Linked DNA regions of Mus musculus: region 1 is linked to region 2. Evidence: chromatin contacts called from public ChIA-PET data. All regions are on one chromosome and are shown on one strand. Each heading gives the region's core, a stretch centred on a gene start, on an enhancer-like site or on the middle of the called end of the contact. The rest is flanking DNA. Distances are from core to core; before and after follow the strand shown. Region 1 overlaps Gm13710 (predicted gene 13710). Region 2 holds the start of Selenoh (selenoprotein H).

Region 1 (5,039 bases), core at 1,948-4,447, 170 kb after region 2:
CCCAGCCTAATGTCCCAGTGAGACGACAAATCTTTTCAATTCAGACTCCATTTCAGAGAACCTGACCTAAGTTTGAACTCAGGTAACCTAACAGGCTGATACCTAGCTTTAGTTTCCAAGTTGCCCCCCCCCCCAACAAAACCTGAGCCTAGCTCCAGTCTCCAGGTTACACCCTCAACAAGACCAGTGTCTCCAGGTTATTCCCCCAACAAATGTGCACCCCCGAGGTTACAAGCCTACCCCTTGCTTAATGACCACCAATGCAGAAGGGGGCAGAAGTTAAGTTTATATGACTCCCTCATCAGCCCATTATGTTAAGGGCCACAAGAGCTTTCCAATTAGATGCTTGCACACATATTCCCTGCTTGCTGCTTACTATAAAGCCTTGCCCCATAGACATTAGGGGCTCCCCAACCGCGAAAACCATCCTGTGTAACTGTGGTGCTTTGGGGAGGGTGCTAGCTCGAATAGAATAAAGACCTGCTGTGAGTTGCATCAGATTGGCTCCTGTGTATGTTTTTGGTGATCACTAACTATTCCCTGACATAACACCAGACAATTATCTGCATTGTGGCATGTGACAGAACTATTTTCTTTTTAATGGTTTCCCGGTATTTCATTTTATATGTATATCATATTTTTATTAGCTTGTTTCTTATTTATTTTTGTTGTTTTTTTGAGACAGGGTTTCTCTGTGCAGCCCTTGCTGTCCTGGAACTCGATCTGTGTAGACCAGGTTGTCCTGGAATTCAGAGACCTGCCTTTCTCTGCCTTCCAAGTGCTGGGATTAAAGGTATGCAACACTACTGTCTGGCTTTATTTACAATTTTTAAGTAAGATTGTAATTTATTCTTTTATATTTTAATAGATGAATACAGCACACATGGCCCTTCCACCCGGAGTTACATCGATGAATGCCTTTGGACTTGAGAAGCCCACCTCCCACAGTTGGCACACTGCTGATCATTTTGATAATACCTACTCACTGTTTCCCCCCTCCAGCTTTCCCCAAACCACTCCCAACATGTCTCCATCTCAATGTCATGCCCCCAATTTTTTTCCTTTTAAATTACCAACTGAGTCTAATTAGCATGCCTCTATGTCCATGCACTAGAGCATGAACCTACCAGAGGCCGCAGTCCAAAGAAAATGACCCTCCGTCCCTCAGCAGCAACCATCTGCTAATGGTCCTCAGCTAGGGGCGGAGCCTGGTGAGCCCCTCCCCTGTTTATGCTGGACTTTTCCTGGCTTGATCTTGTGCAGGTAACCATAGCTGGTGTGAGTTAATGAGTGTGGTAACTGTGTGATGCGTATAAGACAGTATCTCATGGCATTCTACCCTATTCCCCAGCAATTATGTTCTTTCTGATCCCTCTTGCAGGACTTTTAGTGGTAGAAGTGGGATTTAATGTAGACGTTCCATTTATGAGCAAGAAGTCAGTCACATATTCTCAGCATTTTGAACTGTTGTAAATCTGTGTGAACTGCTGTATACTGCAAAAGGAAGACCCTCAGACTGAGGTTGAGAGTACTAATTTATGTGAATAAATACAATTTTTTAGAAGGTGGCTTGATGACATGATCACTTAACAAATCAACTAGAGTAAACCCCCCTAGGGTCCATGGCCTCCTCAATCGTGGAATATAGACTAGGTTCACAGAAGCAAGCATAAATTCTCTTCTGTGGAGCAGGTCTCCCTTATCCAGTTGTAAAGTGGTTGGCTATCACCATAACAGCCATGCTACTGTTGTGTTAGTGGACATTTTGCCTGGGAGGTTGACATGCTCCACTTTGTCTAGTAGAAATTGTTTAAATTCCAGCTGGGAGCTTCTACCTTGCTTTATGTTATTGAGTTTCTGGATTAAAAAACACACACACCACCTTTATATTTACAATAAGCCTTAATTAGCACAATAGCTGGGTAGCTGCCTACCCTCCCTGCTGTTAGAATCTACTTTCCTATCAATAACCCCAAGTTATTACTTACTACTTACTATGTTTCATCTGGGCTGCTCTTAGCTCCAATAGGGCAGACCTCAGGGCCATGGTCTCTTGACCCTTATCCCATGGTGGCTTCTTTTCTCTTCTCTCCTGCATGTTCTTCCTCCTCATGGTGCCAAGCCTGGGAAACCTAAACCCCACCTATGTCTCTTCTGCCCAGCTATTGGCTGTGGTCATCTTTATTTGCCAATCACAGTTAACTGGGGGCAGGGTCACTTACCTAGCCTCTTGGACTCTCTCATCTCTGGGCAACCAGTTTTGGGGGCCCAAATTAGCATTAGAATACAAGCAGCAATCAGGCCAACCCACTCTATTTTGAAATCTATTTTTCTGTATATGGATTTTGGAGTCTGTGTATTTATATCTCACTCCAAAGTAAGCTGAAGCAAGCATTAGGATGTTTTTCTCTTAAAATGCTGAGAAATGAGACATTCTTTTTTTTTCTTATGAAGGACAATATTTAATTGGGGCTGGCTTACAGGTTTAGAGATTCAGTGCATTATCATCATGGTGGGAAGCATGGCAGCGTCCAGGCAGATGTGATACAGGACAAGTAGCTGAAAATTCTACATCTTGATCCAAAAGCAAACAGGAGAAGCCTGGCTCCCACATGGCTAGGAGGAGAGTCTCAAAGCCCACCTCCACAATGACATACTCCCTCCATCAAGGTCACACTAACGCTAACAAGGCTTCCTAATAGTGCCACTCCTGGTCAAATCACCACATTCCACTCCCTGGCCCTTATAGGTTTGTCCAAACATAGACATCTATGGGGGCCATACCATAATATAATGCATACCATAGCATAATGCAAAATACATTAGACCAACTTCAGAAGTCCCATAGTCTATAACAGTTTCAACAGTATTAAACATCCAAAGTTCAATGTCTTTTCTGAGATTCAATCAGTCACTTAACTGTAGTCCCCTCTAAAGTAAAAATAAAAAAGCAGATCACATACCTTAAACATCACAAGACACACATTACCATTCCAAAACATCATAGTGAGGGAATAATGGACAAAGCCAAAAACCAGCTGGGCAAACTTCAAATCTGTACCACCAAAGTGGTCTTCAGATCTCCACCTCTTTTCATCTTTATTGATCACAACAAACTTCTTTCCCCTGGGCTGGTACCACTTCCTGTTAGCAGCTTTCCTCGGCAGGTACCCATGGATCTTGCATCTCTAACATTTTGAGGTCTCCAAGGCAACTTCAACCTCACAGCTTCCTGTTCCTGATCATCTGAGATCTACACACGAGCTTCTGGACTTTTCAAAAGGGCTTGGGTCACTTCTCCGGCTCTGCCCTCTGGAGCACTCTAGGCTCTGGTTGACTCCACTTCACAGCTGCTGCTGTTCTTGATGGTCATCCCATGGTATTGGCATCACTAATATGCTGGGATTTCTCATTGCAACTAGGCTTCACAAATAGCCTCTCTCCCTTAATGGTGCCAAGTCTCAACTTTTTTGCAAGATCCATTCAGTTGTGGGGTGAGGCTGTACCAGTGGCCTCTCACAGTGCCAAGCCTCAGCTCCTCTCCATGACCCCTTCATGCCTTCAAAACCAGAAATACTTGCGTGATTCTTATACATTACCAAGTGCAGCAGCAGCCTGAGTTACAACCTTGGCTATCTCTGGAAAACAGCTTCTTTGTGCTCTCAGAAAACACTTCCCAGAAGATTTCACCTCAGGGATGCTAGTGTCTTATTAATCAACACTAATTTTTTAGGTCCAGCTAACCAGCATCAATTGTCCCAGTAGTCTCCTACTCTTGATTCTAAAGCCAGAGCCACATGGCCAAAGCTGCCAAGATCTGCTGCTTACTGGAGCTGGAACATAGTCCCCCTTATTCTGTTACCAGCTTTCTGTTTTCCAACTCCTTCACTGCCTAAGCTTGGCTGTCTTGGAACTTGCTCTGTAGTTCCAGACCTTGAACTCAGAGATCTGCATGCCTCTGTCTCCTGAATGCTTGGATCTAAGCTTTTTTTTACTTGGAACTTGCTCTGTATTAGGCTGGCCTTGAACTTGAGATCTGCTTGCCACTTTCTCCTGGGATTAAAGGTGTGCACCACCATTCCTGGCCCTAAGTTTTTTATGACCATTATTCCTCAAGATTGGGATCAGAAGGCTCAAGATCTGGATCATAGTTGTGCTCTCTGTTTCCAGATTGTAGTTCATTTCAGATTAAAAGTCCAAATGGGAACAATAACCAAATCCCTTGTTCATCTGCAAAAGCGTAAACAATAAGCTTAGCAGGGTGGGACCTTGCATTGAGGTCACCACTCCCTTAATCTGTTTATTTCCTTGAACATAGGATTCAGCTCAATTTTACTTCCTGGTGCCCCTTTATTCTTTGAACCATATGTTTTGTATTTTTCTTTTCTCAGTTTGCTCCTTTTCATTAAAAATGTTCTTCAAAGATGATACTTTAGTAACCACACAACAAAATTTATACCAGGCTGTTTTGAGAATTCCTTTGTCAAAGCAATTAACTGAAATCTCTTCACCTTAACCTCAGGCAGACTCTTCAGAACAAAAAGCAGTCATATTCTTCACCAAAATATAACAAGAACAGTCTCTAGGCTACATACTAATATTCTTCTCCTTTGATAACTCTTGAGCCAGGTCACCACTGTTCAAATCACCCTCAACACCAATGTCTTCCATATTCCTACAACGATGGCTCATTAAGCTCCACTTAGAGCATCTTACTGCCTTCCAAAGGCTCCAAAATCCACATTCCTTCAAACAAAAGCATGGTCAGGAATATTACAGCAATGTCCCAGTCCCTGGTCCCAACTTCTCTCTTAGTTAGGGTTTCCATTACTGAGAAGAGACACCATGACCAAGGCAACTCTTATAAAGACAGCATTTTATTGATGTTGGCTTACAGGTTCAGAGGTTCAGTCTATTGGTGGGAAGCATGGCAGTGTTCAGGCAGACATGGTGCTAGATCTTGTTGCAAAGGCAAACAGAAGAAGAATAGCGAAATGAGACATTTTTACATAGCCTTAATTGTATAAGAAGTCCTAAAA
Region 2 (5,301 bases), core at 1,543-4,042:
GTGAGTATGCACACTGAGGCGTATGAGTAACAGAAACGCAGTAGCTAGCGCCTTTCCTTTGTCCTTAAACTTCACACATCCAAAGTTGTTTTTCCCTTTCTTACCTAGGTAGCTATGCTTTGACTTCCCTCCATCCATCCCTTTATTTTTCCGTATGTTAAATACTATATTTTTTCGCAGGTACAACTGTTCAGGGCTAAATTTTGGGAAGGTAGATGTTGGACGCTACACTGACGTTAGCACACGGTATGTAGATGCTTGGGCTAAAGACCTGAGTGAGGATTCCTGGAGTGATGTAAGTGATGTATACAGGTGCACTACTCAGAGTCCTCGTCTGGCCCTGTAGGTACAAAGTGAGCACATCACCCCTCACCAGACAGCTCCCTACCCTGATTCTGTTCCAAGGCGGCAAGGAGGTCATTCGTCGGCCGCAGATTGACAAGAAAGGACGAGCTGTCTCTTGGACCTTTTCTGAGGTAGGTGAAACACATGGGCAGTGGTTTGGAGAAAGATACACAACAGTGATTGGGCTTTATTCTTAGTCTGGGTTTAATCCCGAATTCTGACACTGGCCCACTGTTTTTTGAGGATGTAGATTAGTTACAGGATGTCACCTATTAAGTCAGCAGGTTTATGTTATATGCTGCTAATGCTGAGGAAAAATGATAAAGACTTGGTCTGTGAAGTGCCTGTATTCATTCTGTAGCCAATTAGGTTCCTCATCGCTAAACTTGAGTAAGTGGGAGGCAGTACCACCTGGCTCATATTGCTTTACAGTTGCAGGTAGATAGAATTCTTGGCACAATAACTGGCCTCTAGTGAACACTTAAGTATCAGAAAAGAGGTAGGTTAGGGCAGGTCGCTGCCCTCTGACTTACAGGTTGTGCTTAGTTAAATACTTCCTGCTCCTGCTCTCTGAACTTTACCTTCTCACCCAGCCGTTGATGTGTTCATCTCTTTTGCATAGGAGAATGTGATTCGAGAATTCAACTTGAATGAGCTATACCAACGAGCCAAGAAGCACTCAAAGGGTGGAGACATGTCAGAAGAGAAGCCTGTGGACCCTGCTCCCACTACTGTGCCAGATGGGGAAAACAAGAAGGACAAATAGGATCCTGCATTGTTTTTGCTTCCTCTCCTGTCAATTTCAGGAACCTTTGAGGCCCAGTTCCAGCTATAACCACAATCCTTGCCTGAGGCCTTTTGATTTCTGTTTGGCTGTGCCTGGGTAGGGGCACTGTGCCTGCTTCTGATTTTGAAAGAAGCATCCTGGAAACCATGAAGTATTCTACTATGAAGGGCGCATCTGCCCTGGTCAGCTGTTTCTCGAAGGGAGTGATCTTATCGATAGAGGTAGAAATGGTTTCCCTCCAAGGTTGGGTCAATGTGTAAATTGCTATTCAACACTTGGATATTACCAGTCTGTGGTTTAATTATTCCTCCTAGTGAGCTTGCAAAGCATAGACTAAATTAAACCCTAATGTTAGATGTCAGTATAAAGCCCTTAGAATTTTTCCTCAAGGACCCCTTCTTCCTTTAGGCCTTTCTGTCTTGATCTGTGCATTAAGAAATTTAAGTTTGGGGCTGGAGAAATGGCCCATCGATTAAGAAAGAGCACTGGTGGCTGCTTTTCCAGAGATCCTGAGTTCAATTCCCAGCAACCACATGATGGTTCATAATGGGATCTGATGCCCTCTTCTGGCATGCAGGCAGAATACTATATATAGTAAGTAAATCGTAAAGAGAAAGGAATTTAAGGGGTTGGAGAGATGACTCAGTGGCTAAGAGAATTGGCTGTTCTTCCAGAGGACCCAGGTTTGATTCCTAGCAGCACATAGAGGCTAAACCACCTGTAACTCTAGTCTCAGGGGCTCCAACATCCGCCCTTGACCTTGGCTGGCACTGTATGCATGTAGTGCACAAACACGTGACGGAGGAACACATAAAAGGCTTGTATGTGTTATCATTTAAGGTCACTGTTCCCAATTAAAAGCCTTCAACCATGATTTTCATCATTGGAAATAGAATTGAATGGCCACCCTGTGTTGTGGGAACTGAGAAGGGCAATATAAACCTGAGAGGTTCCTTTGTGTGGTGGGGCCTGAAGAAGAAAGCCCCACGGCTGGACAGCTGTTCTCTCCTCCTATCCCACCGCTTCCCCTAATAAAGGGACTGTTCTTTTGATTGCCTTGCTGTTTTTCCTTTACTAGTGGGCAGCTGCCGGGGGACTGCTTTTTTTGTTTGTTTGTTTGTTTTTTTAATCCTAAAATTGAATATCAAACCCAGGGACTCTAAAAGCCAAACACCTCTAGACCTCAACTTCCTTTTTAAGGTTGTGGATGAGGGCCTTGATCAGTTGGAGAAATGAACCCTAACTCACCATCCTCTTGATTTCACCTGGGTGTCTGAGAAGATAGGCACCAGCTACAGCGTCTGGATTGTAAATGGCTCGGGTTCAAATACACTTAACCGGTCCGTTTTTGTTTCACCGCATGGAGATGTGGAGTAACAATGTCGGTGCGAATTAGAATTCTGTAGTCTATGTACAAACGCCCTGGAAATGTGGAGTAGACTTCCCTGAGATTGGTCTGGGGATCCTTGGGTAGGAGGTATAGATACCGAAAACCCCCAGCCAAAGGAGGCTTTCAAGACTCCTCCGTCTCCGCCCAAGACAGACCCCCTCAGTGCTGTACAATGTTGGTTTGATCCGGATTTCCGCGCCGACTCCCTTTTGATAGCGTAGTTGGGCTTGAAGGGCCCGCCTTCAGATCACGTGTCCTTCCCCCCACCCCCGCACATTTCCCTTTGCTGCGAGATTTGAACTTTGCATCTGTGATTCCCGGCTGCTGGTTTGTCTCTCCGGAGTTGCATCGCCCCTTATTCCACCAACGCGCCATCCCCGAAATCCGTGCCATGGCCCCCCACGGAAGAAAGCGTAAGGCGGGGGCCGCGCCTATGGAGACGGTGGACAAGCGCGAGAAACTGGCGGAGGGCGCGACCGTGGTCATTGAGCATTGGTGAGGGGTTGGGGAGTCGAGGAGGGCGGGAAAGAGTTGGCTCTGGCGGCTGAGACCAGAGAGACCCCATTTGCAATCGCTTGTGTCTGTAGTACGAGCTGACGCGTGTACGGCCGCCATGCTGCTGCCTTGAGCCAGGCTCTGCAACTGGAGGCCCCAGAGCTACCTGTGCAAGTGAACCCGTCCAAACCGCGGAGGGGCAGCTTCGAGGTGACGCTGCTGCGCTCGGACAACAGCCGTGAGTGGAGGCCGCGATGGGGGGTGGGTGGGGGTGGGGCGAGAAGCGACTCCCGGCCACCTGATAACTGAGGGGAGGGGGTACCAATGAGTACCACCATAATTTGGCTTTATCCCATCCTTTCCCAGGTGTTGAACTCTGGACTGGTATTAAGAAGGGCCCTCCACGAAAGCTCAAATTTCCTGAGCCTCAAGAGGTGGTTGAAGAATTGAAGAAGTACCTTTCATAAAGAGGTTGGGAAAGAGTCCTCATGTTGAGGTTTGCATCGTGACCAGGGCATGCACACTGGGATAGACAGGGAACGTCTCCTTACCATTTCGGTGTATTTTTCATGGGATTTGGGATTTTCGAAGAGGAGCTAAATTGTAGAACTCCTGCTGATAACACTCCCGACCCCCAAACAAATCTAAGAGCCATTTGTACTCTCTTGAGTTAGTTAAGTCTTAGCCTGAGGGCACAGGCAAGTTTTGTTTGCTAATTCAGTTTTCCACCTCTGGTGTTATTTTAATTCTATGAGTCTATTGCAAATCAATAAATTCAATAAAGTGTGGCTTACTTGTAGTTAAGGTTTTTCTCCCTTGTATTGACAGCCTCTTTGCTGTTACTTCACTTTACCTGGCTTTTCTGTGTTTTGTTAGTAATCTGAGATAAGATAGCCTCAACCCATCCCGCTCGTACCCCCACTTCTTGGTTACATGGATTTTATTTTTGTCCCGTGTTTCATGCATGTTGACTGATCACTGATGGAAGGTGAAGTTAATGAGCTCCAGAGTTGTAGGTGGGGATGGGCTTGTCTCCTGGTCCTTGTGATGGAACCCTACTCTGATGTTCCCTTCTCTGTTTGCAGCTTTCAGTCCCTGGAGATGTTGAAGCATTTATGATGGTGCATGGCCAAACTTAAGCTATGCACCTGAAGCCATAGTTTCTTCCTCACCAGAAGTGATGGTTCAGTTGTGAGGCAGCCCTCCAGCAAGACATTGTAAAAGTGTTTCAATTGTTTAATAAAAGGTCAAGTATCTGAGAATAAGGAGCAAGTTTAAATTTTGTCTTAAAGAATGGGTAGAACCAGCTTTGTGGGGCTGTTGGTCTGTATTTTTCAGAGTGCAAAGTAACTCGTGTCTGGAAATTGTAAGGCCTATGGTGAAACACTTATAAAACAAGAATGTTGCTAGGTTTGGTGGTGTATACCTGCAATCTCAGCACTTTGAAGTCTCACAGGGGGACTGGGCCAATCTGGCCTACCAGAGACCCTTGCTTAAAACAGAACCACAGCTGGGCGTGGTGGCGCACGCTTTTAATCTCAGCACTTGGGAGGCAGAGGCAGGCACTCTAGTTCGAGGCCAGCCTGATCTAGAGTGAATTCCAGGACAGCCAGGGCTACACAGAGAAACCCTGTCTCGAAAAGCAAAAAAAACAACAAAAAAACCAGCCAAACAAATGAAAACCAAAACCACAAAGCAAATCTGTTTTTTAAAAGCAACTACTTTTAATCTACTTCTCAGAAGTGGTCGTGGAAGTAACATCTTTCTAGCTTCTGTGGCAGCTTTTCCTTGACTTCCCATACTGGCAGTGAGTAAGCCCCATAGGCTGGGCTTAGAGGCACAAGCCTGTAACACTAGCTACAGGAGGCTGAGGCAGAAGTCAAAGTTCAAAGCCAGCCTGGGCAATTTAGAGATTCCACTCATTTCAGTGTTCTACTTAACATGGCTTCATTCCTTCTCAAACCTTCTTTGAATACAACCACAAACAGTGCTTGAAGTTCCCTGAATTTTCAGTGACTATAAGATATCTCATGAATTGAGAGGCTACTCATAACTATCCTTATGACCTGAGTTGGGTACCACATAGTTTTGTCACTGAAAAATGGATTACAAAGAAATTGCTTTGTTCATAATTTTCTAACCATGGTATTGCTGTTTGACTTCTGCCTGGTGCGGAAACCTGAGGAGGGGAGATCAGTTCTGAGGAGGTGCTTGCTTTTCTGCCAAGAACGCCTTCTGTTGATGAACAGTTATCACCCTCCCAGGAACTCTAACCTGCCCTCCT

What was found. ChIA-PET counts read pairs in DNA pulled down with a chosen protein or histone mark.
Region 1: an RNA polymerase II ChIA-PET map of memory CD8 T cells shows a contact between it and region 2, with 18 read pairs. The contact joins the enhancer-like site here to the promoter of Selenoh in region 2. A contact is called at or near these places in 24 of 39 promoter capture datasets (the 3T3-L1 cell line, the C10 cell line, the HPC-7 cell line and 13 more), 7 of 15 datasets of contacts at CTCF or cohesin (CD8 T cells, the G1E-ER4 cell line, the NIH/3T3 cell line and 4 more), 65 of 484 Hi-C or Micro-C datasets (the 3T3-L1 cell line, the AML12 cell line, B cells and 32 more), 28 of 115 datasets of contacts at active chromatin or transcription factors (the 230-238 cell line, T-cell acute lymphoblastic leukemia, acute myeloid leukemia and 16 more) and 4 of 9 other capture datasets (adipose tissue, embryonic stem cells, liver and 1 more).

Annotation. Positions count from the first base shown.
Region 1 is chr2:84,497,274-84,502,312 of GRCm38.p6, reverse strand. It overlaps Gm13710 (predicted gene 13710), which reads left to right. Exons shown (of 3, transcript NR_046046.1): 2 at 686-793; 3 at 869-1,565. Among named protein-coding and RNA genes, the nearest start is that of Gm13710, 7.1 kb to the left of the region's middle. Within about 2 kb of position 3,197, at least 10 of the 459 cell types and tissues checked have an H3K27ac peak or open chromatin away from gene starts, as enhancers often do. A contact at or near this core is called in effector CD8 T cells, memory CD8 T cells and regulatory T cells, where this site is marked.
Region 2 is chr2:84,668,199-84,673,499 of GRCm38.p6, reverse strand. Selenoh (selenoprotein H) reads left to right here and starts at 2,792. Exons shown (of 4, transcript NM_001033166.3): 1 at 2,792-3,017; 2 at 3,110-3,255; 3 at 3,384-3,513; 4 at 4,103-4,285. The coding sequence starts at 2,914. The coding sequence ends at 3,484. It overlaps Tmx2 (thioredoxin-related transmembrane protein 2), which reads left to right. Exons shown (of 9, transcript NM_025868.4): 7 at 181-246; 8 at 347-476; 9 at 968-2,189. The coding sequence ends at 1,111. Btbd18 (BTB (POZ) domain containing 18) reads right to left here. Exons shown (of 5, transcript NM_001145100.1): 5 at 4,719-5,301.